Linked DNA regions of Sus scrofa: all the other regions are linked to region 2. The links are chromatin contacts, called in public Hi-C, HiChIP or PLAC-seq and promoter capture Hi-C maps. All regions are on one chromosome and are shown on one strand. The core of a region is the stretch at or near the end of the contact, and the rest is flanking DNA. Distances in the headings are between cores, read along the strand shown. Region 1 overlaps VEPH1 (ventricular zone-expressed PH domain-containing protein homolog 1). Region 2 holds the start of SSR3 (signal sequence receptor subunit 3). Region 3 has its middle 76 kb from the start of CCNL1. Region 4 holds the start of CCNL1 (cyclin-L1). Region 5 holds the start of SLC33A1 (solute carrier family 33 member 1). Region 6 has its middle 33 kb from the start of CCNL1.

Region 1 (3,118 bases), core at 474-2,973, 630 kb after region 2:
CAATGTTATATGCCAATTATATCTCAATAAAGCTGGGAGAAAAGGAAAAAGACATTCATTTCAATGACATCTGGCTGCTGAATAGTGAAAACAGAAAAAATGATAAATTTTTCTCATAATGTCCGTGTAATGCTATATGTATATTTTGAAGTCTACAATTCACAGAAGCACTGTTTTACTTTTTTTTTTTTTCAACAATTTTACATTCCAGGGTGGTAATTCTTTAACATGCATATCTTACACCTTACCACAAAGTTGATAACCTGGATCTCAGGATGGTGAAAACACAAAATTTTCTTATTCCAATGAACATTTTATATATTTATAGGATTTTATTATCTTTATTATACACTGTGTTTTATGCACAAAAAAAGCAGAAGCATTGTTGATGGTTAATTTTATATTTTGTAGCCTTAAAATACAAAAATAATGATTGTATTCTTTTTTTTTTTTTTTTAAGGGCCACATTTGCAGCATATGGAAAATCCCAGGCTAGGGGTCGAAAGGGTGCTGCAGCTGCCAGCCTACACCACAGCCACAGCCACAGCAAAGTGGGATCCAAGCCACGGCTGTGACCTACACCAACAGCCCTTGGAAGCGCCAAATCCTTAACCCACTGATCGAGGCCAGGAATCGAACCCAAGTCCTCATGGATACTAATTGGGTTCGTTACTGCTGAGCCACAATGGGAACTCCTTCACATAGCCTTCTTTTCTGTGTGTCTCTGTGTCTTTCCTCTTTTTATAAGGACACCCATCATTGGCTTTAGGGCTCACCCTAATCCAGTATGATCTCATCTCATCTTAACCTAATTTTATCTGCAAAGACTCTATTTCCAAATCAGGTCACATTCTGAGATTCTGATGGACATGTATTTTTGGGACACACTATTCAACACTGTAGACAGGATCATTGTTACAATTTTTCCTTTTGCCTTAGGATCCAACATGGCTCAGCATGGCTTCCCCCATTTTAGTAGGTGGCACAGACTGGACATTGCCAGGTGAGCTGCTATTACATCGGCTTTGGGACCCAAGACTTAGAAGGCCACTCTGTGTGTTCTTCCTGGGAACTTTCACCCACTCACCTGCCTCAGCTTCCGCATATCTGTATAATGACACCAAAATCTCTCTCTCCAGTCTTACTACTCTCCTGAGTTCTAGATTTCTTCTTCTGATGGCTTCTGGACATCCCAACTTATTACCCTGCAAGCATCTCAAGTTTAACTTGTCTCTTACTGAAACCTTTAATTTTTTTGTCCTCTTTCCCTCTCTCCTTTTTGGCATGATCATCCTCCTTGCCCCGCCAAAAACAATCAGACACCTTGCCAAAAACAATCAGACACCTTTGAGGGTTTTTCTCAAATCTAGCCTCTCCCTCTCTCCAAACACCTCCTCTGATTTCACCTCAGAGAGGATTCTGGATCACGGCAGCTATCAGCTTGGATGTGGAGGTGTTCCAATAGAATATTATTGCTTTACCCTAATGTAGGCTGGGGCTGCCTCAGAGCCTGGGACTGCTGATAGGAATGACTACACTCATCTTTCTGTGGCTTGGCTTCCTTATAGCTAAAAATGTTCTCAGGATAGACTTTTACCTGGCAGCTCAGGCCACTAAGTTCGAGTGTTCTAGTGCATAAGGTCACTGTTGTACTGCCTTTCATGACCCAGCCTCACTGCAATATCCACTGTAGTCTCTTGGTTGAAGTAGGGATGGGATAGGCATGCTAATCACTGCTCCTCCCTCTGCTGGTGCTTGGTTTCAGCTTTTTCATAGGTTAGTCACACTCAGCCATTGGGTTGCCAGCTTCATAAAGATGTGATTTGGTCTGCTGCTTTTAATCTTTCTTATTCTTTATTTCCCTATGAATTTATAAATTTACTTTCATTTTCTTTTTTGGGGAGGGGTTGAAAGAGGAGATTAAAAGCATATGTCCAATTCTCCATATTTTAGGTAATTAATACTTCATTATTCAACTTTGTAGATGATCACTACATGGTTTTTCCCTTAGAGGAGAACTTCTTAAAAAATAAATACAACTAAATATGCCATACTATTATTTTATCATGGGATTAAATGTTGCACTGGTTAAATGAACTCATATGTATTAGGGCCATCTAGTGGAAAAATTGAATTTAGCACCATAGGCTTTAAATCTAATAGGGCACCTTGTGAAATCTACAAAGAGAGCTAGAAAGCATCACTTGCTGTCCTTGGTGTCTCTATGCAACCCCCCCCCTCCAAAAAAAATGGCTGTCTCTCTCTGTTTGTTTTTTGTTTTTTGTTTTTGGCTGTGCCCACAGCATATGGAAGTTCCCAGGCCAGGAACTGAACCCACACTTCAGCAGTGACCCAAGCCTCTGCTCTACAATGACAAAGCTGGATCCTTAACCTGCTGCACCACCAAGGAACCCCTCTCCTCCACTATATGGAAAGAACAAACACACACATTTATTTCGTAGTTAGTTTTAGTACTTTTTTTCTTTTAAAAAAATGTTTGGAGTTCCCATTGTGGCTCAGCAAGTTAAGAAGCCAACTAATATGCATGAGGGTGTGGGTTTGATTCCTGGCCTTACTCAGTAGGTTAAGAATCCGGCGTCGCTACAAGTTGCAGTGTAGGTCACAGATGCAGCTTGGATCCTGTGTTTCTGTGGCTTTGGCATAGACTGGCAGCTGCAGCTCTGATCTGACCCCTAGCCTGGGAATTTCCATATGCTGGATACAGCCATGGAAAGACAAAAACAAAAAAAAAAAGTTTTTTTATTTTATTTTAGTACTGATTTCATTTCATTTATATGGCTATCTTAAAGTCTGTTGAAATTTAAAATGGTTCTCTGCTAATATACTTGTGGGAGATGAAAAAATAACTGACTATTCTCCTTTCTTTATAACAGGCTTTTTATTCAATGAGGATTAGCTTCTATTTCATTCTTCTCTGGGATGTTTCACTAGTCCACCACTGGCCTTTCCTAGGAATTAACTGCAAAGGAAATTGCAGATAAAGTTAGGCTGCTGGACCCAGCAAAATAGTGAAGGCCAGGGCTTGGAGGTACCTGTGGCCAGCTGAGACAAGCTGCCAGTGAATTACACTGCTCTGTGGCCATTAAGACTTCATGTT
Region 2 (2,883 bases), core at 64-2,563:
GGAACTTCAGAAGTCTGATACCCAGTAAAAAGTTATTAGTCTCAAGTTTTCCCAGTTCAGAATACCTGAAAAACATAACCTTCCTATTAATAATCTATGATGAGATTTCTACTTTTTCTAAAATGAGAAATCATAACTCAACAAAATCACGATTCAGACTTCAAATTTCATTCTTTAGAGAACTATTACGCTAACTACAGGCAGTTCCAAAATGCCACGTGCAGTCCCAAAGCAGAGTTTACACTATGACGTGGCTGTTTATATGAAATGAAGGCAGTGCTCCTTGCGGCCAGTGAACCTCAAGGCTCCACAAGTTAATTGAACGCTGGGTTTTATAAGGACGAAAGAGAAAATACATCAGGATTTGACTGCCCACCAACAGTACAGCAGTGTAGCAGAGAGGAAATTCACATTCTGGAACCCTGTGCTCTAAAAACAACCTTGGACAAGTCAGTAAAGTTTTCCGCTCAAATGAGAATTCTAGAATTGCCCTAAGAGGATTATGAAGTTTAAACATGGTAGGGGGGCAGGGCTTGGCACTGTTCCAACGTCTCTCGTCAAATTAGGAAAATGATGTTCAGTGTGAAGTGGTTTTCCTAAAAGCTACACTTGAAATTTGGTGCGAGGGCTAACGACATCTGTCTGATTTTATAAGTTTCTCCAAAATAAGTAATGATATAAACTTAAGATCTCCTAATAGCAAACGACAGTTGGGGGCAAGGGGCATATAGCCGGCTGTACGCATGACTGTTAACACCGCAAGATCCTAACCCGACCGTTGGTCGAAATACAGATTTAGGGCCGCCATCCCAGAACGAGTGACTCACGAGCTCCAGGAGTGGGGCCCAGGAACGAGTGAGCGTACTTATAAAACGCGCCACAAGTGGCTTTCCTGGGAGGCCGCCCGCCACTATTCCAGATAGATCACCGAGGCTCACAGAGGATATGTGCTGCCTCGAGCCCAGAGAGAGCTGGGGAGAGCGTGAGTCCCAGGCTCACGCCTCGCCCAAGAACTGGGCCCTGCCACGTCCCCATCCAGGCCGACCCGCCGGCAGCCTCCCCACCCGCCTCGCTCGAACCGCTCACAGATGGGAATGGCGGACACGATGAAGGCGTTCCCGAAGAAGAGCGCCGAGGACTTGGCCGACAGGTTGCGGCTGAAATCCTGCAGAAGCAAGTCCTCCTCGGACTGTTGCTTGGAGCCACCTTTGGGAGCCATGGTGGAACTGGAGCAGCGAGCCGCGAGGGTCGGGCCGCGCGCTGAGCGGGGCAGAAGCCACAGGCACCGCCTCCGCGGCCGCCGTATCCTCTAATGACCCGTCAGCTCCACACGCGGAGGCGGACCCGGAGGTGCGCGAAGAGAGCAGGCTTCCCCAGGATTGGCCAGTCTGGCGCCGCTACGTAGGTTTCCCGGCCTGATTGGGCGAGCGGGCAAGACTTCCTGAGTCCTGGAGTGCCACGTGACTCATCCGTCTCCAGGAGGAAGTGGGGATTTGTAGTTTAGTGGGTACTTTTTTTTTTTAATTAACAAAACTTTATTGGCATTCCACTTCACAGATGCTTATAACTCTTTTTCAAAATCGTTGAATTCCGAAATAAGAAGCTCTTCTGGCCCTGAGTCGTACAGTCATTCATTCAGCGAGCGCCTGTTTAGCCTGCTCTGTGTTTACCCAGCACTGGAGCATTGGAAGAGGAAGAGGAGAAGGATGAAGCTAGTAAGTGTAGAGCCCCCCTTTTTACGCATCCATTATTTAATATCTTAAATAATCCTATGACATGCCCATCATTGTCCACATTTTGCTGGAAAAAATGCAAAACGCGGACAGTTTTGAGGGTGAGAGAACAGCTATGTGGTCTACAAAACATGGGCTCCTTTCAATAAAATAGTAGGCTACCTTTTTTACTAAAAAGGCGCTCTTGCTTATAAGGAGCTCATGTTCTCATTGATAAAATTTAAATGTGTCCAATACATTTACAAATTACACTTTATTACTCTAAAGATTTAGTTGAAATAATAGGGCATCCAAAATCATGCTAAATGAAACAATACTAATATGTTGGCTGGACAGGGCACCTCTGAAGCTCAGAAAATTGAATATGCTCATTAAAACAATCAGAATCCACTTTAAACTCAAGTTACCAGTTTTTCTTCAAAAAATATTGCTCATCCACTTCACACTCAGCAAGGCTTCTTTTATCTACTAACGTCAGACAAAACTTCCTCAACATCCAGCTTCCCTATCAATGGACTTGTAGATCTTTCACACCTTATCCAAATTGTAATCGACCTCCACAGCTTCCATTCTAATGGAGCCTTCTGCCTTCAAAAGTTTTCAACTTATTCTCTATAAAGATAGCACAATGAGTTTTCCTGAAATATAAATCCTCTAATTATCTACAGCAAGTATTCCCAAATGCTAGATGTTTTCACCAGTCATAGCCAAATAATAAGAAATAGACCATCTAGGGAATTTTATAGAAAACTAAAAGTGTTCATTTAAAAATATCTATATTTATGTCTTTCTTTAATTTTAAAATGCTTTTTTATTATGGGGTGGTGGTGATAGAGAAGAAACTCATATTTTCTCTTCCAAAATACTCCCATTTTTCCTACTTTATGAAATCACACCTCATCTTTTTTTTTTACCCATTTGCTAGGGCTAAAATGTTAGGTTTCAACATGAATTCCTTCCTTTCTCTCTCCATCTGTGACCAGTTCATCAGCAAAAGCTTTTGGATCTGTCTCTTTAACTAGATTTCTTGCTTGCTATTTATAAACCAAGGATATGAGAAGATTACAGATAAAATCAGAAAACTATAAGATAAAAAAAAAAATCAACAAGCTAGTTGAAGAAGAGGAAGAAAATAAGAAACAATGATGAG
Region 3 (3,181 bases), core at 669-3,168, 540 kb after region 2:
AAGAGAGGGGACTAGCATAAAAGCATCCTCTGGGGTGGATGTGGATGGCTCCACTCCCACTTTTTTTAGTGACTGAAAGCTCTCTAGGGTCTTCAGCCACCTGCATGTAGAAGTTCTGCTGTGTTTGTAAAAGCAAAACAGAATAAACAAACATATATGCAAACAAAAAATAAGAATGATAATTTGGGCTTCTCCTCTCAACCTTGGCTAAATTGGAGCCGGCCTACAGATAATGGGGGGGTGGGAGGTTTGGGGGGCATTCTGCTATGAGAGAGCCCCTAGGTTGAATTATCTCTTCAATAAAACACCATCTTCTCTGACCTGCCTTTGGAAGAAGTGGATGAGCATCTAAGATCCCAGCTGTGATGGAATCTAGGAGGCCCTTGGTAGCTGCTGAGGAAAGATGCTTCTCTACAACTTTGAATTCCAACTTCCCTTTGCAGAAGGTAAAGATGACTTTCACATTGTTGGAGACATTAGTCACAGATGAATTAGTCACAGTTTAACCCCACCCACCCACCCCACACATTTCTACCCTATATTCTTATTGTGATCTGGTGAATCTTAGAAGTGACAAATGAAATCAAGAGCTCCAGGTAGCATTTCCTCCTTGGTGAAGGGGTTTGTTTTGTTCCAGGTTTTTGTCTCCATGCTTCTCAGACAAAAGACTTATAAAAGATCCCCTTGAAATGGTGAAGCTCTACAAGCTCATTTTAATGATAGAAGTTATTTCATGCCTTGTTTAACTTTTAAAATTATTTTCAATATCTCCTTTTCCAGATTTCTTAGGTCTCAGAGAGAAAATTAAATGAAGTTCAATGGATTCAAGGCAAATCGAGCAGTCTGAAGTCACCTGGTAACGCAATGGTTCCCCACGAAGCAGGCAGCTGTCTCCCACATCACACCTCCTAGGCTGGTCAGTTCGGCATCACATTTGTTCTGCAGAGTAAAGCTCTGGCATAGGCTCTGGCTGCCTCAGGTCAGCTGAATATTCACAGCAGCCACCCTTTCCTGATGTCTTTCTGCCTTCCCAGCATATACCATGGCCTAAAAAATCCCTATCCCTATGTGAAGAAGCGGGTCTTTCTTTTAGGTCCTAACAGGAAGGAGCTGTACACTAAACAGTGACAACATGAATGGCATCCTGGTAGAAGGACTCTTCTTTTCCCTGTCTCCTCTAGCCACTGACCCAGACCTCCTGGAGGCCATACCATGATGCTTGAGTAGGAAAAAGAAAACTCAGGTCCATAACCCTAGACTTGGATGTTCAAATCATGGCAAACGAGGGGAGAAAAGACTGAGGGGACCAACAGGGGCAAATCCAGAATGTTGAGATCTCATTTATTTTCACCGTTTAGGGAACTTGTTGATTAGTATCCTTTTCCCTCTCTGATTTCAAAATAATAAGTAATTCTTAACTTTTAGGGAGGAAATCTGCAGCAGCAAGAGGAGTAAGATCACAGGATGAGTAAGGAAGAGGGTGCATGTGTTCTCTTCCTAGATCCTGTCCCCTGACACTCCCAGCTCTCCGAATACACACACACACACACACACACACACACACACACACACACACACAGTCAGTGTTTCATCCAGTGTAAAAATAGCTGTCCAGGTTCTGTCATTCATCCCTAAACAGTAATAAAGGGCGGGCCTCCCAGCAGTGCCTGCTGCCCTTTAGTAGCTTATTCTATCAGGTGACGCCTCACACCTCCCATTCCCCACCCCAAGTTGGCTGAATGTCCCCGGTGACCTTACACGTTTTTATTTTACTCAGCAGCTTGGTTTTTAAGCGGAAAATCCTCTGGCTTTCTGAGTTGAGTCGGCCGCACCGCGGCCTCCCCTCCTCCACACTCCAGGCAGCAGTGCCAGGAGAGCGTTTCCATCTGTGTTGGGAAAGAACGGCCTCTCTGTGCTGCCCAGCACGTCCAGCGTGAGGGCGCGGAGGCCGGAACACGCTCTTCCGCACGGGAACAGCTTTCCGAGGGCCTTGGAGGAGGCTCTGGCCTTGCCTAACGAGGGCCAGGCGCCACCCCCCCGTGGGCCCCGGCTCAGTCCTAGCAGGATCACCCCATCCCTACCCGGGGCACTGATTTCCCCCCCACCCCGGCGCGGAAGGAGTGCCTGCGGTCCCGCTGCTAGGGTTTGCGCATGCGCGAAGGGTCGCGTTCCTCCAGGCTCCTCACGCGGTTGGTCGCCTGCGGCCTCAGAGGGGCGGGGGTGCCCGCAAAGAGCCCAGCACGGTTGGTCCCCGCTGTCCGTCCAGGATCCTGGCAGCGTGTTGAGGACACTGCAGCATTGGAAGAGAGCCAAAGAATGCTAAAGGTTCCTTAGAGGACGTTTGCTCCATGCCTCCATTTTACAGATGAGGCCATTGAGTTCCCAGGAGGTGTTGGGAAACACCTAAAGCTGCATTTCTGGGCTCTACCAGCTGGAACCAAACCTGGCTCTTAGTGGCATGATTTAGGCACTTTTTCAGTGAGCATTTATCAGGTGCCTGGATGTACACTGTGTACTAAATATATGTATGGTATGGGAGATAACCACAAATACATCAGAAGCATTGTAACTGTGGCCACTCCAGAATTGGGCTTACAGTGACACAGACCTGGGTTTGATTTGATGATTTGCAGGAACCCGCTACTGGCTGGATGGACTTCTGAAGCAATTAACCTCTCTAAGTCCCAGTTTCCTCGTCTGTAAAGCGGTAATTTAAAAAAGAAAAAGAAAAAAAAAAAAATAGGACATACTTGCTAGGGTCCCAGGACTTAGATAAAGTGCACATGGCTTAAAACAAAATCTGCACCTGGAAGTCTCTCAAACAAATATTCATGCAATGCTTTGAGAAGTCAAAAGCGCTGGGCGCACAGGCGTTCACGAGACAATCACGTACTCATTTCCAGACAGATGTTGGGCAGCACTAGAGCGAAGGTACTTTACCGCGCTCAGGGACATTCACACAGGGTTACATGACCTGGCAAGACAGGGAAAGGCGGAAATGGCCTCTGTTTATCTTTCCTCCTGCTGCCGGTCCTTCCCCCTCCCTCCCCTCAGAACTCTCACTGTGACTCATGGTGGCTGCAGAGATATGTCTGGGCCTCTTATCAGGGTAAAATGTGTTCTGCGAGGTGGTGCAGTTTATGTTTGAAGTTCTGCTTTATCACATGGGCCTCTCTCCTCT
Region 4 (3,074 bases), core at 334-2,833, 610 kb after region 2:
CGCTAATTTGATAATTTGTCTAGAACGTGGATCTCTTTGCTCCCGTCTCTACCTCATCTAACTTTTCGCGTTTGGATGACTCGGGTTCAGCGAGTAGAAAGGGAAGCATCAGGACGAACGACCTTCGCCGGCATTGGCTGGTGGAAATGGTTACTCTGATGTCCTGTATGGACGAACTTGTAATTTAAAGTGACCCACAAGGAATCTGGAAAGGGCTGCTTTACAGTATTTTTGGGAAACAGGCTTGTGAACTACATCGGTTCAAAAAAAAAAAAAAAAAAAAAGCTGTCAGATGAGCATGTGGTTCCCAGAGGTATCTAAGTATGGCGAGGGATTCGTATTGACTGGGAGAGAGACTGCTTTAGCAGCTTCGCTTGCGAAACTCGGGCCTGAGCTAGTGACAAGCCACAGCTTTCACTAATCTGGAAAATCCCTAATTTCCAAAAATAGTTTTAGGTCGAGACTTTACAGAGGTAATTTGATTATGCCCGGCAGTCTATGTATTCATGGAGGTTACTGCAATTAGGTAGTATGGGAGAAATCAATCTCTTTATATGTATTTTTCCCTCTCTGATATTAGCAATTCTCCAAATTTCCTCAAATTTGAAATAAAAACAATGATACTGATCCAAACTACCACAGGCTAGAGTGGGAGGAAAAAAGAGTAGATCTTGTTTAAAAAAAAAAAAAAGATTCTGTAAACTGAATCATTTTGCTGTACAGAAAAAATTAACACAAGGTAAATTCAGTTAAAAGAGAGTAGATCTTTGTTTACTCCTTCTGTGTCTAGACCTTGGAGACATTGTCCAGGAATGAGAAGCCCCATCATCTTTCTATCACATAGTTCAATTTTAAGGTTTAATTATGAGAAATGAATTAAAACTTGGATCCATAGAGCAAAAGGAATTTGAGTACACTGCAATATTTGTTAGTGATGTCTCTAAAGCAAAACATATTCAAAAACTCATTTTAAAAAAAGAATTCAATCCACCTTACTTTGTAAAGATTTACATCAGTATTTCTGAACCCTAGCTGCACATAAGTATCTTCAGAGGAGTTTAGGGCTGCACCCGAGGTATATGTAAGTTCCCAGGCTAGAGACGGAATTGGATCTACACCATAGCCACAGCAATGCCAGGTCTGAGCCGCATGTGCAGCCTATCCCACAGCTCACAGCAACACCAGATCCCTGACCCACTAATTGAAGCCAGGGATCAAACCCGCATCCTCATGGATACTAGTCGGATTCCCTTCTTTTGAGCCATGATGGGAACCCCCAGAGAAGTTTTTAAAACATACTGATTATGCTTGAGCCTGAATTGTAGGGGTTGATGTAATGGATCTGGGGTTGACCCAGCCAGTGGTTATTGGAATGTTCAGCCAGGATTGAGAAACAGAGCTCCAAGAGAGTGTAATTCTGGTGCTAGCTGAAATACTTGACCTCGTTGCACGTTACCTTCACCTGTCTGACTAAGCTGCTTCCAGGGAAGTTTCCCTCTCCAATATTCAGGAGGGATTATAACAGGAGTTCCCATAGTGGCATAGTGGAAACAAATCTGACTAGGAACCATGAGGTTGCAGGTTTGATCCCTGCCCTCGCTCAGTGGGTTAAGGATCTGGCATTGTCGTGAGCTGTGGTGTAGTTCGCACATGCAGCTTGGATCTGGGGTTGCTGTGGCTGTGGTGTAGGCTGGTGGCTACAGCTCCCAATTCAACCCCTAGCCTGGGAACCTCCATATGTGGCCCCAAAAAGACTAAAATAAAATAAAATGCTGTAACAGACTTTGAAAGCTCTTCTTATTTATTTTTGGCTGCACCATGGCATATGGAAGTTTCTGGGCTGGGGATTGAATCTGAACCACAGCTGCCACCTATGACACAGCTGCAATGTCAGATCCTTAACCTGCTGAGCCACAGTGGGAACTTCAATACAATTCATTTTTAAGACTTTTTTTTTGGCTGCACCCACAGTATGCAGAAGTTCCCGGGCCAGGGATCAAGCCCAGGCCACAGTAGTGACCTGAGCCGCAACAGTGACAATGTTGGATCCTTAACCCGCTGAGCCACCAGGCAACTCCAAGACTCTTTCTTTTCTTTTCTTTTTTCTTTTTTTAGGGCAGAACCTGTGGTATATGGAGGTTCCCAGGCTAGGGGTTGAATCAGAGCTACAACTGCTGGCCACAGCCACAGCCACAGCAAGATCAGATACGAGCCATGTCTGTGACCTACACCATAGATGACAGCAATGCTGGATCCTTAACCCACTAAGCAAGGCCAGGGTTTGAACCTGCAATCTCATGGGTCCTAGTTGGATTTGTTTCCGCTGCGCCACAACAGGAACTCCCAAGACTATTTCTTAATGGAACATTTTTCTAATATTTAGAGTCTCCCACCATGCCTCACCAAAAAACTGTCTTGGTGATGTCTTGATATATTTTATAATATATTTTTTTAATCTCTAGGTCCTTGATTAATTGAAGAAAGTTAACAAGAATTGAAGTGAGAAGTTCTGGGAGAAGGAGGAGTACTTGCTCTACTCTTGATATCTTTTCCCTATAGACCACTGTTTCCCACCTCCTGTGTTTGGCAATCATTTCCAGAAGCACAGAACCACTGAGACTATTCTACAACTTTCTGTCTGTACCCCAGATTATATCCAATAGATATGATTATATTCACTGTTCTTCTTTTCAGCCTCAACAAAAGTGGTAGAGGAGATGGGCCAACATTTTATACGCTTAGCATTAACGCATCAAACTATGACGGTGTTTTAAATTTTGACTTCTTGGGCATTCCCATTGGCTCATTAAGAACCCAAGATAGTATCCAGAGGATGCAGGTTTGGTCCCTGGCCCTGCTCAGTGTATTAAGGATCTGGCACTACTGCAAGCTGTGGTGTAGGTATAGACCATGGATCCAGTGTGGCTGTGGCTGTGGTATAGACCAGCAGCTGTCCAATTCAACCCCTAGCCCCAGAACTTCCATATGCCACAGGTGTGGCCCTAAAGAGAAAAAAAATTAATTTTAACTTGTTTAAAAAAAAAATTCATGACAGGTATTCCCACTGTGGCTCA
Region 5 (2,967 bases), core at 72-2,571, 670 kb before region 2:
CTTACCTCGGGTCATTTCCCATTAAAATGATTTCCAGTAAATTATTGTTCCTACTAGCACCCACATGTCGAAAGGATTCATAAACGTACAATATACCTAACAGCATAACAGTTTAAATACACTACCTGAAAGAGTGACGATTCCCCTGGGTCGAGGCTGCAACCGCAAATATTTGTTACAAAAGTCGGCAGATTCAAGGGCCAAAAACAAAACATTGCCCAAAAAATAGCCCGCTGTTTGGCCTACTGAATTGCAAGTAGAAGCATAACCCACATTTTCCCGGGATAACATAGTTAACGCCCAACCATCCACAGCGATGTCCTGAGTGGCTGCCAGGAATTCAAACAAAAAGAAAGTCACAGTGAGAGCAACAACATCGGGGCTTCTGCCATCTGTACTCCCGAGCAAGTGGTCCACTTGAGTGGATAGATATATCATGAAGAATCCCAATATGTACTGTGTAGGGACAAGCCAAGATTTGCGACGGCCGAAGTTCCTAAAGTAAACCGCATCAACTAACGGGGCCCAGAGTAATTTGAGACTGAAGGGCCAAAAGACAAAACTGAAGAAAGCCTGATCTGTATAGCTAACATTTTTGCTCTGCAAAATAAGTGGGATGCTTCCTGCCAGGCCCAGTGGAATGCCCTGAAGCACGTAAAGAAAGAGCAAAAGCAAAATGCTGCTTAATTCGGCCCGGCAGCTCCTTGGGGGTTTTGAGAGGTCACTAGCGCCGATATCCCCCAGAAGAGCTTCTTTGTCCCCTTCCCCGCCCACCAACTCCGGATGATCATCATCCCAGGAGCCCGGCGGTAGAGGACCGCTCTTCATATCCAGAGAGTGGTTGAAAGTCCCTGGCCGTCGTTGCCGACTATTGTCCTTGTGGGAGATGGTGGGAGACATATCAGAGACGATGCAGAACCCCGTTTGTGGGAGGCCGGGGCTGAGCGTCTTGGATCCGTCTAGTCCCAGGTCCAAGGCTGTCGCTCTGGACCAGGGTGTCAATGGCTCAGGGAGGGGGACAGGGCGCGGGTTGATAAGGGCACTCCTTACTGCCGTCCGGAGTGCTGAACCCCGGAGCCAGTCCCCTGGCTGGAAGCCCAGGCGATGCCCAGGTATTTTCTCCTTGGAGCGGCGTCAAGGAGCCTGAAGAAGCGCCCCCGGCAGCCGGGCCGGGGTCGAGACTGGAGGAGGGGGCCGTGGTGCTGCGATGGAAACAGGCCTGTAGCTGTAGCGAGAGAAACGGCCAATTCCCCGACCCACCGCCCGCTCTCGCCGCCACCAATGCGACAGACAGCACTTTCTCCACTGGACTCCTGAGATACAAGATAATTTCCTGCCTCGAGCTTCAGGAAGTGGTCCTAGTCTCAAATGCGTCCTGATCCCGCCTCCAGAGCAAGCCAATCAGGACACGATCCAGCGGCCGAGTTCGGAAACAAAGCTTGGTAGGAACCCGAAAGCCCAGCGGCCAGAACCTCACGGGACAATTAACGCGGGCGCACCGTGAGGCCGGGGCGGGGCGCCGCGCGAGGTCTGGCTCCATGAGCGCATGCGGCCGTCTGGAAAGCGTGGGCCTCGGTCATTGGGTCCCAGGGGCCACGTGAGGGCGGGTTCAGGCGGGCGTGTGCCTGCTGCCAAACTTAATACCTTGCAAACTCTGAGTGGCCTCGGTCCTCGTCATTAGGCTGGAGGTGGGCAGTGCCCCAAGTCCAGGCTGGGAATTTTGAGATGTCCCTGCTTTCGTGGGCCAGGGAGAAACAGAGAGAAGGACTGAAGTTTACGAAATTTCCTTATCAGCAAGCAGGGGCGCCTTGGGTCCCCCAAAGAGTAAAAACAGCCCTGGTTAAATGCTGAAGCGTGTACCTTAAGAATGCCTACTTACGGAATGAATGAAATTGCTCGAAAGATTGCTCTGTAGTCCGTTTTTCCAAAGTGATGGAAAAGTGTAGCGGAATTGAGGCCTGGGTAGCTAACTGGGACGTTGGGTAGAGTGAAATTGTAAGACTCCTTCTCTCTCAGTTTTTGACCTACTGTGAAAGGTCTTGTAAGAGCCAAATGTTAGTTCTTTTTCATGTTTACTCACGTATGTTACTGAAATGATCACAGGGAACTTAACCTTGGGTAACCAACAGCATAAGTTGTAATACATAGAAAATACGTTACCTATACAATTTTACATATGATATATATATAAAATATATTATTTTACATTGGATAAGTATTTAGATACTAAAACCAAAAACTTAAAACCTATAATTAAAGTTAAACATTCTCAGCCTCCCACCATTTGAGATGAAACATGTTATTCCTACCTCTTCCAAATACAAATGTTGAAATAACAGTTCATCTCAAAATTATTTAGAAAAAGTGATTCGCTTCCTTAAGATAGACATTGAAGACTGAATACAAAAAGTTACATACTTGTTAAATGTAACCTAGAGTTTGCACAGGAAATCAAACTATATAAACAGTACTTTTCTGAAAACTAACTTTGTGCGATGTTGCAGGGATGGTAGTTCTTAAAGAGAAGTTCCATTTGTGGGCATCAAAGATCTGTGCACTTGATAAGAATTTTGCTATAGGCATAGTAAGTTACAAGTGTATATTTGCTGACCAATGAATTATATAATAGAAAGTTTATTCTTAAGCTAGTTTAATGTAGGAATGTAAGTGGAAATTATTTGTATTGCAAACTAGTTGTACAACATATATCACAAATTCTCAATCACTGCCTCCATCCATTTAAATATTGCAAAATAGCTTTTTGTGTGTGTATGCTCTTTACTTATCCCTGAGATGTTGGTATAGTCATGATTAAATTCTTTTCAATTTTTATATTAGAAAATTTCTCCCATTATTTTTTAAAAGTAGTGTGTATAGGTGAACTGAATCTTTGCTTGTCCAAAAATTGTTATTGCTGACTTGCAACTTGTAGTGTAATCAGATATATTCATCTGACTTTTTTTCTTT
Region 6 (3,087 bases), core at 410-2,909, 580 kb after region 2:
ACATTCCTAATAGTTCTTCACACCCTCTCTCAGGCCTTCCCAGGCCTCTGAGAAGCTTCCCTTGAGACTCAGCTTCCTGGCATTGGATCTGGGATGAAAGGTCCCTGGGCTTCTGGAGGCTTCCTTCCAGGCCCCCCTCCAGCTCCACGTACCCTCTCCCTTCCCCTAAGCGGGGCCCAGATGATGGGCAGAATTGAGAAGAATGTTGTCAGTTTGGTACCATGTCTTGTCTTGCTTTGAGGAAACCAATGTGCACAACACTGAAAAGCATGGAGGGTTTGACGGTGGTGGGACGGGGGGCAGCCATGTCACAGAGGCCTAGGAGACCCAGGAAGGCAGTTGATGACCCGTCACAGGTGCTGGGTTTGCTGAGAAGGGCTTCTGATACCCGCAGTGCAGTGAAGTGACGTGAAGACTGCATCTTTACCCACAGGAGGTGCAAACATCCGAGTGAGTGTGCAGAAAACTTTCTTCCAGAGCTTTCATCTCTGGGGTGGAATCAAGTGGGATCATATGTGCCTTCTTACAGTCTAGGAAAACTCACATTCCATAAGCATCTCTGAGGTGCAGCCCTTGGCCATTGGAAACCCTTGTTAAGTAGGGATTATTTGCCCAGCTTTAGTTGCTCAGCTTTACATATTAGTAAACTGAAGTTCAGAGAGGCTGAGAGATTTAGCCAAGATCACAAAGCTAGTTGGGAGAGTATTGACTCAGGGCATGATATAAGCTCCAGAAACCCTTGAAACCATAGTTTGCCTGACCCAAGACACCCTGGATACGTCTCTCCTTGAGACTGAGGGGAGTCCCTTGTAGCACTCTAGGTAAGAGCGGATGATCTCCCCATCAGTCGGATTTCTAAGTTGAGTGATCGGAGGTTATGCGTACAGGTGCCTGCCCAGGCACTGGCCTTTGTCCCAGTCTCCCATTCCCTTCCTCCACGGGCACACGAAGGTCAAGTCCTGACTGTGTCAGTCCCTGTGGACTCATCTGTCTATCTGCCACAGATGTCTAGCAGCTGACCAAGATAAGAATGGAGTGAATGGGCTTTGGAGCCAGGTGGGCTTGGGTGTAAATTTCAACTTCTGCCATATTTTCAGGGAAAACTCAGGTTTTAGCATGGGGATGGGGGTGAGGAGGTTCGAGTCAGAATCCTGCAGTCTCTGCCAGCCTCTGAGTAGAGGAGGGGTGGGAGCCAGCCGCCAGCCATCCCCATAACAGCAAGGCCTTCCTGCCCCCAGGTGGGGAAAGAGCCCACCGCCGACAGCGGGCAGCACCCAGCTCAAGGGATACAATTTCAGGGCCCAAACAAGACTCAGATGGCTCTGGTCCTCCAAACTCTCTCCCATACACTAGTCCAAAACTCACTTTCAAGGCCCACTGTAACCATCCCTGGGGGTGAGGGAGGGGTGGGGAATGACACGTCACAATGTTTAAAAGAACACTGGGGAGAGCATTAGCATGGAGCCCACCAGGAACCACACTTTAACACCCGATCTGTGGCCTCTGTCTCCTCTTCTTTAACGTATAAAGCTAATAGAATGTGATGACATGACACTGCTGCTCTAGGCACTTTTTATGTACGTTGTCATTCCGAGCTCACAATAGCCTGAGTCCCATTTTCCCCATGAAGCAGGCATGTGGGTGAGGTCACCTAGCCACGGTCACAGGAGCAAAGCTGGACTTGGAACTCAGGCAGTCAGGTGGCAGCGTCCCTGCTCTTGCTTCTTATGGCAATAACGAGGCCTTACTCTCAGGTGAGAGGCCAGACTGAGAGAAGTCCTACATCTAAAGTTTCTGACACGAAACACGAACTCAGTTAATACTATTTTCCTTCCCTGGGCTCTTGGATTTGGGAGGAGGGAGCCACCGTCTGCCTCTCTCTGCAAAGGTTTGTCTTGCGCATGTGGGTGCTTGGTCGGTCTCTGAGAGATGAATGACAGGACAGGTTTTGCCAAGGTGCATGGCAGGAGTGAGGAAAGGGGAGCGCTAGAAATAGAAGTGTGTGTGCACATGCACACACACAGGCTAAGGCTGTGGCAAATGCCATGGTTTTCCTGGGGCCTGACCACCACTCCACTGGCTGCAAGTTTGTGAGGGACTGTGAGGGGGGGCTTTGACGCCTACTGTCCTTTACATCATGGTGTCGGCCGCAGAGCTTCCCAGGAGCCCAAGCAACGGGGAAGCCATCAGGGAGGAGGAGCGACCCCCCCCCCCTGCCACCCCAGCTCTAGTGCCTGGAGGATTAGAGGTTGCTCCTAGGGGTGGCCATGTGTGTGGTGGGTGGAGCTTGGGGGGCCTGGTGAGAGGAAATAGGGCTGTTCTGTATTCTAAGTTAGCCAGGCCCACACCCAAGCAGTGGCTGCCCCCGCCCTGCTCTGGCTTGAGTCAACCACTGGCAAACGGAGAGCGTTTCTTAGCACCAGAAAGGGGTCTCTGTGGGGGCAGAGAGAGCCAGCTCTCTGTGGAAGATCTCCAAGCCCCGCGGGCACAATTCCACCAGAATACAGCCTCACCGACCCAAGCAGTCTGGGCGATGGTTACTGAGGTGCATTCATCTCTGTTTATCAAGATGACACGGGCCAAGGCCATGTGTACCGGGGCCAAAACAAGCAGACCTTGACAGGGCAACATACCAATGTGTTGGTTTCACCACGTTCTCTCCGAATGTCCCTCAGCTCAGTTGACACAGCAGGCTGGGGATGGTGGAAGATGGCCCAGGGACTGCCGCACCCTGCTCCGACGTTAACTGTGTGTTCACAGGCATAGCCTGCGCAGCCAGGGTACAGGGGAGCAAGGCAGAACTTTTCCACAAAGGGGACTCACTGAATCCCAGTGGCTTGGAGGTTTGGGGAGTGGTGGTTTAAAAAAATCCCACCCACTGCTTCAGTTTGCTCTGCTCTTTGTAAGGACAGTCACAACCCCAAACTCCTGGAGACTTTAATCCAGTCCCTGTTTGGTTTCATCCCTCATGACCAGCTGAATTGGGCTTTTCTGAAATGTTCAAGATTTGCAAAGGATAGTTCAGATCCTGATTCCATCACCGGCATTTCAGAAGGGTTCTTAAAATGACAAAATGGTTCCTTTGCA

The links. Promoter capture Hi-C pulls out the DNA fragments that hold promoters and counts their contacts. Hi-C and Micro-C count contacts between places; a contact is called where the count stands out from the background. HiChIP or PLAC-seq counts read pairs in DNA pulled down with a chosen protein or histone mark.
Region 1: a Hi-C map of retroperitoneal adipose tissue shows a contact between it and region 2, with 2.1 times the contacts expected there. The contact joins the enhancer-like site here to the promoter of SSR3 in region 2. A contact is called at or near these places in 1 of 5 promoter capture datasets (liver), 2 of 47 Hi-C or Micro-C datasets (heart right ventricle and retroperitoneal adipose tissue) and 1 of 2 datasets of contacts at active chromatin or transcription factors (alveolar macrophages).
Region 3: an H3K27ac HiChIP or PLAC-seq map of skeletal muscle shows a contact between it and region 2. The contact joins the enhancer-like site here to the promoter of SSR3 in region 2. A contact is called at or near these places in 1 of 5 promoter capture datasets (liver), 6 of 47 Hi-C or Micro-C datasets (embryonic fibroblasts, fetal skeletal muscle, liver and 2 more) and 2 of 2 datasets of contacts at active chromatin or transcription factors (alveolar macrophages and skeletal muscle).
Region 4: an H3K27ac HiChIP or PLAC-seq map of skeletal muscle shows a contact between it and region 2, with 4 times the contacts expected there. The contact joins the promoter of CCNL1 here to the promoter of SSR3 in region 2. A contact is called at or near these places in 3 of 5 promoter capture datasets (fetal liver, fetal skeletal muscle and liver), 2 of 47 Hi-C or Micro-C datasets (heart right ventricle and liver) and 2 of 2 datasets of contacts at active chromatin or transcription factors (alveolar macrophages and skeletal muscle).
Region 5: a contact with region 2 is called in an H3K27ac HiChIP or PLAC-seq map of alveolar macrophages. The contact joins the promoter of SLC33A1 here to the promoter of SSR3 in region 2. A contact is called at or near these places in 2 of 2 datasets of contacts at active chromatin or transcription factors (alveolar macrophages and skeletal muscle).
Region 6: a contact with region 2 is called in a promoter capture Hi-C map of fetal liver, with 11 times the contacts expected there. The contact joins the enhancer-like site here to the promoter of SSR3 in region 2. A contact is called at or near these places in 3 of 5 promoter capture datasets (fetal liver, fetal skeletal muscle and liver), 8 of 47 Hi-C or Micro-C datasets (epiblast stem cells, fetal heart ventricle, fetal liver and 4 more) and 2 of 2 datasets of contacts at active chromatin or transcription factors (alveolar macrophages and skeletal muscle).

Annotation. Positions count from the first base shown.
Region 1 is chr13:97,019,133-97,022,250 of Sscrofa11.1, forward strand. The region is part of intron 14 of VEPH1 (ventricular zone-expressed PH domain-containing protein homolog 1); the gene reads right to left. Among named protein-coding and RNA genes, the nearest start is that of CCNL1, 16 kb to the left of the region's middle. Within about 2 kb of position 1,724, at least 14 of the 83 cell types and tissues checked have an H3K27ac peak or open chromatin away from gene starts, as enhancers often do. A contact at or near this core is called in alveolar macrophages and retroperitoneal adipose tissue, where this site is marked.
Region 2 is chr13:96,388,877-96,391,759 of Sscrofa11.1, forward strand. It overlaps SSR3 (signal sequence receptor subunit 3), which reads right to left and starts at 1,314. Exons shown (of 5, transcript NM_001244147.1): 1 at 1,087-1,314. The coding sequence starts at 1,219. LOC106505723 (a long non-coding RNA gene) reads left to right here and starts at 1,470. Exons shown (of 2, transcript XR_001300390.2): 1 at 1,470-1,715.
Region 3 is chr13:96,926,898-96,930,078 of Sscrofa11.1, forward strand. No RefSeq gene overlaps it. Among named protein-coding and RNA genes, the nearest start is that of CCNL1, 76 kb to the right of the region's middle. Within about 2 kb of position 1,919, at least 46 of the 83 cell types and tissues checked have an H3K27ac peak or open chromatin away from gene starts, as enhancers often do. A contact at or near this core is called in liver, mesenteric adipose tissue and skeletal muscle, where this site is marked.
Region 4 is chr13:97,002,818-97,005,891 of Sscrofa11.1, forward strand. CCNL1 (cyclin-L1) reads right to left here and starts at 1,584. Exons shown (of 11, transcript XR_001300397.2): 1 at 1-1,584. All of the region lies in intron 14 of VEPH1 (ventricular zone-expressed PH domain-containing protein homolog 1), which reads right to left.
Region 5 is chr13:95,722,836-95,725,802 of Sscrofa11.1, forward strand. It overlaps SLC33A1 (solute carrier family 33 member 1), which reads right to left and starts at 1,322. Exons shown (of 6, transcript NM_001244245.1): 1 at 126-1,322. The coding sequence starts at 900.
Region 6 is chr13:96,970,107-96,973,193 of Sscrofa11.1, forward strand. No RefSeq gene overlaps it. Among named protein-coding and RNA genes, the nearest start is that of CCNL1, 33 kb to the right of the region's middle. Within about 2 kb of position 1,660, at least 15 of the 83 cell types and tissues checked have an H3K27ac peak or open chromatin away from gene starts, as enhancers often do. A contact at or near this core is called in fetal liver, liver, retroperitoneal adipose tissue and 1 more, where this site is marked.